2 separate regions of the Callithrix jacchus genome follow, and region 1 is linked to region 2. The links are chromatin contacts, called in public Hi-C maps. All regions are on one chromosome and are shown on one strand. Each heading gives the region's core, a stretch centred on a gene start, on an enhancer-like site or on the middle of the called end of the contact. The rest is flanking DNA. Distances are from core to core; before and after follow the strand shown. Region 1 holds the start of TIPARP (TCDD inducible poly(ADP-ribose) polymerase). Region 2 holds the start of LEKR1 (leucine, glutamate and lysine rich 1).

Region 1 (4,779 bases), core at 1,733-4,232, 140 kb after region 2:
CAGTAACTGGATTTCATTCATTCATTAAAATGTTTTGTTTTTGTCCTGACTACCTGAAACCATTCCACTTATACTATATTTAGTTTTTATAGGTCAATTTTAAATTTTATTGAGAAATTAAGGCTCCAAAGCACCCAAGAATACCCAAAGAATACCTGCTATTCAAAAGCACAAAGCAAGTAAAAGTAGAAGTCTTTCAATAGGCCATTGGCATGCATTTGTGGACTTAATACACAAGAGTTTGCAATTCTGCTGGGGTATGAATTTTTATTGTAAGGCTAGAGAGGGGTGGGAAATGGGAGGTAGAAATAACTGTCTAGATCATGAAAGCAGGGAAACCACATCTCCACTCAGCTTTGCAGTACTCTTCACAGTTGTTTATGTATCACCTATCTCATGAGTTGACAAAAAGTTTCTTTAAAAGTTCATCAAATGAAAGATAAACTTCAAACTGAAATAGTGAGTGAATTTAAGTGTGTAAGGATATACACAAGAAACAGGGGCTCTCAATTGAAATGTTATATGGGAGAAAGCCAGGAGTCTGTTAAGCATTTCTATATTCAGAAAATTCTATAATATACTACCCAAAAATGTTAAGAGTCTACTTTTGCAACCCCTAAAAGCATTACCACTACTGATGGAATACTAGGGTGTGTTTAGTAAGAGAAGCCACATCAGCAACAAACACTGCACACTGTGTCAGAAAACAAGCACAACTTGGTAGCACAAAAAGAGCTTCCTAGTTCTTGTCTTCAGAAAAGTTACATATAGACAGTTTTAAAAAGGCAAATGATGGCATGTTATTGAAAAATAAAACAATATAAACACACGCCAAATATCAGATTCCTAATCAACTAATGAAAGAGACGAAAAAGTCCTATCTTCCAAGAATCACAGCCCTTGAAAAAAACCTGAATTTGAAAACATTTACCAAGATTGTGCCAAGTGAGAAAGGAATGGTGATGAGCAATTAATCCTCTCTTGTCCAACAGACTGAAAGAGATCTGTGACGCAAGGGCCCATGACTTAATCAAATATGCATCCTAGGTGCCCAGTAAAGTGCCTACCACAATGCACACAGCTGGTGTTTCATATACATTTTGTTAGCTGAATTAGTTAAGAAAAGCTTAGTTCTTTGTTGTTGGTCAACAAAAGATAAAATTGAGTCCCCCAAAAATGAATATTAAAAATCTCTTTGGAGAGTCATAATCTATGTGTAAGAAGTGCATCAAATTCAGAAAAGTAAAATACAAAGCATAGTTTATAACAAAGTGTTAAGTGTACATGATAAGTACAAAAGGAAAAGGCAGAAAAAGGAGAGTTCATTGTGAGCTGGCATTGTTAGGGAAAGCTTCACGAAGAAGGAGGGATCTGACATGAGACATAAATCAACTGGAAAGCAGCCAAGCCAGGCATTATTATTCATCATTCGGTGCTGTTGCCTCAAGGCACAATTGGCACAGATTGTGGTATTCCCTCTCCACCATACCAAACTGGCCTGTGCTTTCCCCACGCGCACTCACTCTGACCACTCCTATCAAATCCAATCAAGGCAAAACAGACACTAAATCAATTTCATTTATGTGCGTGTCTGCGCGTACACACGCAAGCAAGCTCGCAACTTTGCCTATTATTGCCCTTCATCAAACTCGGAAACAAAACTGGGCGGGCAGAGAACTGGAGGAGTGGCTGGAGTGGGGAAGCGACTAGAACCTAGTTCCTCAATTAGTTTTCGTAACAGAAAAATAAAGATGAGGACATATCCTCCGGTCTCCAGCGGCAGGCAACACACCGCGACACCCCTCACCTCCTGATGCCGGGGTTCTCCGGCACTCCCCGCTGACTGCCCCTCGCTAAGAAACCGCCGCTCCTAAGCCTGCCCGCCAGCAGCCGCGCGACGCCCCGGCGCCGACCGAGCCCGGGTCCGAGCGACGCCTCCTGCCGGCCGCGGCGGTTTGCTCAGCTCCTAGTCCCGGGCCGCGCCAACTCCGCGCAGCGCAGCTGAGGCGCCGCCCGGCTCTGCAATTCCGGGTGTTCCCGGGCGTCCCCGCCCCTGCCTTCCCCTCAGCAGGCGTCGGGGCGCCCCCAACCCCTGTCCAGCCTCCTCCTGACCGAAGACCCGCCCCGGCCTCCCTGCAACCCAGAAGTCACTCGCGGCACCTTTCCCTTTAATTCTTCTTTACCTCCTCAGCCCACCTCCCGAGGAGGTCCCACGGGTCTTGAAGGCTTGCAAAACTGAGCCGCGAAGCGCGAGGGAAACGCGGCTGACGCTTCCCGCGGCGGCTGGGAGGAAGGCGAAGACTTGTGCGCTTTCAAAGTTAACGTGAAAATAGCTTCCAAACTTCTGGGCTGCAGCCCGAAACGCAGGGTAGCGGGAAGGCTCCGGCAGCCGCTGTGCCCTCCCCCCGGGTCTGGGAAGGGCTCCTCCGCGTCTCAGAGCACCCGGGGTCGGCCGGCGGGAAAGGCCACATAGACGCACCCCCGCCCTGACGAACTGGGAAGGGGCAGGCGCCGGCGACCCCAACTAAATCCCTCAGCGCCTCGGTCTGATGTATACACCTGCCAGAGGCTCCAAGTGCCTAATAAGTGTAAACCAATTCTTTCCTGATGCTGACAGGATCCGAGTGAATTTGGTACAAAGGGCAGTCTCAAAATCAATCACCCCGATCCGCGACAGCCCAGCACACTCCTGGCGAGGGGCCGGGGCCGCGAGGCCGGCGCTCGCATTCCCCGCTAGCGTCCCTCAGCCCCTCAGCACCCACCCGGAGCCCTTTACCTGAACGAGAGTCTGAGAGAACGGACGACTGGAGCCGGGTCGGAAGCAGCGTCCGCGCCGGGGGTCAGCGCCGAGGGCGGGAGCCGGCGTCTAGGGATCACAGAGCGGCGACGCGGCCAGCCGCGCACGGGCCATTCCGCCGCCGCGAACGCAGAAAGCCTTGACCGCGCTCTGAGTCCAGCCAGCTCGCCTGTCACTTCGATCTCTGCTTTTAGGGCTTCCGGTCGCCGCCTCCCGACGGCCCCGTCGCGGAGGCGGAGCCTGGGCGGTCGGAGGGGGATGGGGTGGGGTGAGGAGGCCGGGCGCTCAGTGGGTGCCGGGAAGAAGACCCGCCCCCTGCACGCGCGTGCGCGCTCGTTCGAGGAGAGGCTCGCTGGCTGTGTGTGGTGGACTTGTGCTCCCGCGAGGGGGCGTGTCCTTTCTCTGGCCCGCAGGGTCCCTGCGGGTCCGCGTCCGGCTGTGAGGAAGGAAAGCGCGTGCTGCGTGGCGTGGTCTCCACCTGCCTGCGGACAGATAGAGGGTCACTGTGTTCCGAAGAGACCCAGGCACTCTAGGGAGGATGTGAAACGGAACAACCCGTTTCGGTGAGGTTGGCTTTGTTTACTTGCCTCCTCCCCAGACGCCTCCAGCCCCTGATGCCGGAGCACTCTGTGAGGAAGCAAACGGCCGCCTCCGCCACCGCCGCCACCAGACGAGGTCGCTTGCCCCGCGCGGGACAGGCCGGACGGGCTGCGCACCTGCAGGGGCCGACTGTTTCGTGGGCCTCGTACGCCACCTTGCAGAAGGGAAACCTAGCTCCGAGGCTTTAACGTTAGAAGCGCATTTACTTGCGTTTTAAAGCCCACAAACGCCGTAGTGACTAATTTATTCTTTCAGCAAATGTCTGCCAGAGCGCCTATTACGTGCCAGGCATGTAGCCTGGACTTCATTTTTGTCCTCGTGGAGCTTGTAGAGCACTGTGTACTCACCTCTGAAATACACACCACATATGGAATGGCCATATTTTCTGGGCTGTAAAATACTTTTTGAATTGTGACGCCATATATTGAATCGATTTTCAGTGGTGAGATTTTCATTTATATGAAAAAAAGTGCTGGTAATTCCAGACAGGGAAGTCAGTAAAACTAGAAGCTAAGAGGTAATAATCATAGACGTTATGATTGTAAGCCTTTGTTAAACTGTTCTAAACCAGACTGGGTAAGCACACCAGCAAAGAATAGATTAAGGGTGTTACCTTTTCAGCAGCTTATTTCAAATTGCATCAAGGCCATCAAACTAAAGTGAATGATTTGGGCGGAATTCAGAGGACAATAGGTAAAAGATGAAAATCTTGACTTTTAAAATCTTATTGAGACAAGATCTTGCTCTGTGTCTACTTGTACATAGATTGCCTAGAAACTAATATTTGAGTTTACCATATTACTGTTCGCTTTCTGTTTTTCTAGTTTGTTGTTTATTTACTGTCCTTTTAATAATTTTTAATTCCACTGTTTTCCAACAATTAGGTTATTTGTTATACATTCTTCATACTTTTAGTAGTATTTCAGTTATTTATTGCTGTGTTCAAACCACCCCCAAAATACAATGACTTAAAACAATGGCTTTTTTATTTGCTCATGATTCTGAATTCTCTGGCTCAGGAATTCAGTCAGAGCATAGTACAGGTGGCTCATTTCTGCTCCATGATGTCTGGGGCCTGGCTGGAATGGCTCAACTAGGGTCATAAATCTTGGGACTTGAGGATGGACATGGAGTCTCATGACAAAAATGAACGTGAGCATGATGTGGAAAATATGGAGATGGAAGCCACAAGCTAAGGATGCTGGAACAGAAAGAAGGCTGTTACCTACATACCTTGGTTTTTCTCTTCATGGCTTCTCCATGTGGCTAATCTAGGCTTCCTCGCAGCATCATAGTCTTAGAGTTGCAAGAGCGCACATTCCAAAAAGACAAGCCTCAATGTGCAAGCCTTTACCTTTATCATGCTTACTACTGTGTCACTG
Region 2 (4,890 bases), core at 1,872-4,371:
TATATCATACCTTTTGGATTTCTTCAGGCAAGGCATGCATGGGAGTGTGACGATCCATAATTTCCCCAAATATAGTGAGAGAGCTTTGAAGAGAAAAAAAAAATCTAAGAACATTGATGGCAACAGTCAGAACAGACATAATGTACAGAACATTCAAATTCAGATGCTTTATAAATTCTTAGGAGTATTTGGGGATGAATGGTGATAACCATTTCAACAGACGCTTATTTCATCAGCTCAATGTTAGAAGGTACAATTAGGGTTTTCTCCGTTAGTTATTGGGCCAATAAAACAGGAGAGAACTATAGAGAATGTTAAGTTAGAAATCTTTTCTCTTTTTCAGAATTTTATAGTTTAATAGTAATTTTTGTTGTGATTTACTACTATTTTTCAAATACATAATAACTAAAATTTTAAATACATATTTATTTTGGGATATTTTTAAAAGCAAGTTTTTTTCTGAAATGCCACTAGAAAAAGTATAAAACATAGTATTTTAGTTCAGCAGATAAAAAAAGCAATTGTGGCATGAATGCTGGATTAAATAATGAAATACAGAAAAAGAACATTTAGTGTTACCAGATTAAATATGATATGCAGGCACTGAAGAGAAAAGTGATCAAAACAGAAGAAGCCAAGTGCCAATGTTATCTAAGATGGACATTTACTTAATTTTATGCAGATGTTTTACTTTTAACAGATTTTTTCTAATAAAAACCATTCCATGTAAATGTCAGTCACTACTTTCATAAAGCCACAGAGGATAAATGGAGGAGCATTTTGGGTTCCTTTTTTTTTTTTAATCCTTCCCAAATATGGAAACAGTCTAGTTTCATGAGTGATGGCTGTTTATACATATCTAAGGAGTTAGGGGAAGGGGGAAGGCAGTGGCAGCGGAGTCAGACAATACACACACAATTCCAGAGCAGGGAAGAAAGTTTGAGGACCATAAGTTATCGACAAGAGCAGTCTCTTGCCACATGGCTATGATGATCAAGAAAGAAAAATATCTTATGTTTCAGATGGGAGTTGGGAGTTAGTGAAGGCTTCCTGAGGTTTTTTGCATTTAGTCAGGGCAAGATTTTGACAAGAGAGACTGGAGAAGCCAAGTACTTTATCAGAGAGAGCAACACTGGTCATACAGCAAGGTAGCAGGAAAACTGTAATTGACAAAAAGTCCTATAGTGGCATTATTTTTGAAAATGGTGCAACCACTGGTAAGAGAAGATTCCTCGTCCCCTGCGTTAGCACCAAGACTCATTTCAGTGAGTTGATGTTTAAAACCAAAAACTAATGAGCTTCATGTCTCCCCACATAAAACAGAATATGACATGTGTGGTAAAGTTAACTGAGGTCTGCAACAGAGGTACCATTAACCATGTCAACATAGGCACAAATGTAATCTTATGTTTAGCAGATCATCATAATCATGTGGCAAGAGCCCAGAAGGCTCATTATTCTCATTTCTGTCATTTAACAGTGGAATTGCCATCAGTAAAATAAAATAGTAACTTCAACTCTATTGGGAGTAGAATTTTCCAAAAAATTACCAGGTAAACATCCTTCTAAAGTTTCACCCATAAAATTATCTGAGAGCACAGATCTAAATGACAATATAAACAAAGCACCAGTAGAACAGTTTTTGTTTAGTGTCTTCACTGTGCGTGAATCTATTCCAACTTGATGGCCTCGCCATAAGAAGGTGAGGAACTGGCAGGTTCTGATTATTGGGGGAAAATTAAAAACAAATATCCTGCCAACCCAGAAAATGCAATACAGAAAGACAATTTTATTAGTAATGAGGCATTCAACTAGGCTTTGATGAACATCATAGCTAATCTGCTAATGAGGTTACAAAAAAAGTAGGAAATCCCACTTTTCTTTATATAGTCAAGGAGGCACAATCCATTACACACACATTCTCAAGAAAATTGGTAACTAGTCCTCATATAAGAGGGCTTAATATAGTGTTCTATACATTCTTTCATATTTCCTCTTTAATTCATTTGGTAATTGGGGTAACCACCTGTGTTAGCTAATGGCTTTCCTCCTAATGCATAGCTCTATAACAAAGCAGGTGTTTACAATTAGGAATAATGCACCTAGGTTAAACTTCCAAAGTGACAAGGAGATTGGGGCCCTATCTTCTTTGATGTTTACATTTTCAAAGAAATGGCTTCCAGACCCTCAAGAAAAGCATTCCTAGGTCTTTAAAAAGATTTGCATACATATTAAATAGAGGAAGTATGCACAAACACTAGTTTCTCAAGAAAAAAAGGCAACAGGGAAAATTTTGGCAACAGGGAAAATTCGTGATTTTTAAATTTAGTCTTAGTTTTGAGTGTGTTATCAAACAAGTCCCTTTAATTCTTTCTCATTGCATGTGTGTGGACTGCCCTTTGGTAAGAAGTGCAGTGATGTCGCTGCGGCTACGTGCGTGTTGTGAACCTGCTCTCCAACAAGATCACCGAAAAGACATTTTTAAAAATGCAGACACGTCCTTGTTCATTTCCAATTCCCTTTCTCACACTAGTGTCACGTTAGGCCATTAACTGACGTTCAGCTTTCAAGCCTTACGTAAAGAACCATTCCCTTGTGGTGAATCACCCAAAACGAGCAGGTCAAGGGCAGAAGACGGGAGTTCACGTCCTAAGACTTCCCTGAAGCGGCGGGATCTTCCACACAGAAACCAACCGCAAGGCCAGACAAAACTGCTGTAATGGCCTTCAAATTTTTCCCTTTCTAACCCCGTTCCCCTTGGAGCTGCCGTAAGGAGGAAAGTGCGGGGGTTAGGAGGCAGAGCCGCGCGTTCTCCCGGACTGGGAGGAAGGGACTGCGCCCTGGCCCCGCGGGCTGGCAGAGACCACGAAGGGGTCGCAGAGGACCGTGGCAGCGGAGTCCAGGCCCAAGGCCTCACGCCCTCGCTGGGGCGCCGCGGCTCAGCTTTCTGGCCCTCCCAGGGTGCGAGCACGCCTCCACTCCGGAACTGCATTTCGGCAGACTGGGTCATCACAGGCTGAGGAAAACCATCGTCTCTCACCTCGACTTTGACTACAACGGGTGTGAAACGGCTTTCCCGATCTCCCGGACGACCGTGCCACCCGTCGGCTTGACGTCAGGGCGCGGTGACGTCACGGCCCACGCCAGTCGTCAACGCTTCCCTGCACCGCCCAGGGCCTCACGCACCGGGCGGAAGTGGGAAAACTGGTGGCGGGGCTCGGAAGGATGGGCTAATCTTACGCGGAGTGTTGTGAGAGGGAGAAAAGGGTATCGAGGGATGAGGCGGGCGAGGGGGCTGATAGCGGCTGCTGAGGTGGAGGGAGCCGTCCCAGTCTCGCAGGGGCGGGGGAGATGGAGAGAGGCACTGCCACAAGTCGGGAACCTACCGCCCTACCTCTCACCCCCGGCTCTGGGCCTGTGTGGCCAACACAGCAGTGAGCAGTTACTGTTCTTGAGCAGACGAAAAAGAGATGCCTGTAGAGGCTCCTGTAGAGGTCATGGGAAGTTCTGGTCTCAGCTGTTGCAGCGAGGGCAAATTAATTGGGAAGGCGTTGGTGACATTTCCATTCTAGTCCAAAGTAGTGAAGATTCAGGACTTAGTTCAAAAAGTATTTTGAGACCTCCTAGTCTACACATTATTTATCGCAGGCTGCTCACCCTTACACGTGACTAACTTCCCTTTATTCATATATTCATTCATAAAACAAGTATTTATTGCCTACTACTCGACAAGCAGAGCAGCATACTGAAATAGGGTGATACTCTGTGACTGATCAAGGCAGGAGCAGCCATTGGTATAATTAGCAGGTGACTTATTCGTAGTTCAGATCTTGCCTCTCTGAGGATTATATAAGGTCCAAGTACAGCTCTTTCAAGAACCAAAGAAAATACTAATGGCTCTCTAGCAGGCAAAGAGACTGGTTTAGTATTGATAAAATAAGATCAAGTAAATACAAAGAAAATTAATTGAACCTAGAGAAGTGATTAAATGATCCAGAGCAGTACTGGTTCACCAGTTAAACTGCTTATTGATAGCTATTAATGACACCATGAAGTATTGAACACTTTAGTGCCTTGTTCCTTGGCACTAAAAAGTCTAGGAAATAGGCGTATCTTGTACACTTGACCTGACTGATATTTTTGCCCCAGTGCCTACTCTTGATTTTCTGTTTCCACTCCCTCAAAGAGGATTACTTATCTGGGAAAAAAAAATAAGCAATAACTGGAGGAAGAAAAGGATGAAGAGGCCTAGAGGACAGTCAACCAAGTGTTCAGCTACAAAATGCTTATGAGAAGCAGAAAGAACTTTCAGAGCTATTCATCCTCATCATATTTATCTGAGGGACAGTGAAGGTAGGACTGCTCTCATTTTGTAATAATGGAAGTTTGGATATAGGACACCAAAACCAGTACCTATCTGGGACAGGAATTTGCACAACTAATGCAAGATCACTCTGTTCTGAGGCTACTTTTGCTAATAGTATTACTATCAGCAGTAAGACTATTTATTGAGTACTTTGTGTATATGACAAGGAAAGGCAACACTTTAAGGATGGAAGAAAATCCAGCTCAAAAGCTGAAGTTCACTCTGTGGTTTAATTTCATCTGTGTTTATTTGCCTACATAATGTCTTTGAGATCAATTTCCTTTCCATTGTAAATTTACCTTAGACCTGCACTGTCCAGTAAGGTGGCCTCATGTAACTAATTTCATTAAAATGAAGTAAGTTTAAAAATTCCATTGCTATATTGATTTTAAGTGCTCAGTAGTCATGTAGGTACTGTATGATATAACATAGATACAGAATTTTCATTATCATAGAAAGTTGGGCTGGGCCTGGTGGTTCATGCTTATAATCCCAGAGCTTTGGGAGGCCGAGGCAGGAGGATC

The links. A called contact is a pair of places that touch in the nucleus more often than the background predicts.
Region 1: a Hi-C map of skeletal muscle shows a contact between it and region 2, with 5 times the contacts expected there. The contact joins the promoter of TIPARP here to the promoter of LEKR1 in region 2. A contact is called at or near these places in 2 of 3 Hi-C or Micro-C datasets (both in skeletal muscle).

The regions. Positions count from the first base shown.
Region 1 is chr17:28,871,995-28,876,773 of calJac240_pri, forward strand. TIPARP (TCDD inducible poly(ADP-ribose) polymerase) reads right to left here and starts at 2,983. Exons shown (of 6, transcript XM_078353980.1): 1 at 2,777-2,983. LOC144579962 reads left to right here and starts at 2,550. Exons shown (of 3, transcript XM_078354562.1): 1 at 2,550-2,633; 2 at 2,738-3,360. The coding sequence starts at 2,550.
Region 2 is chr17:28,731,650-28,736,539 of calJac240_pri, forward strand. It overlaps LEKR1 (leucine, glutamate and lysine rich 1), which reads right to left and starts at 3,122. Exons shown (of 13, transcript XR_013528479.1): 1 at 3,041-3,122; 2 at 11-83. LOC103788753 (a long non-coding RNA gene) reads left to right here and starts at 3,146. Exons shown (of 12, transcript XR_013528510.1): 1 at 3,146-3,267; 2 at 4,187-4,353.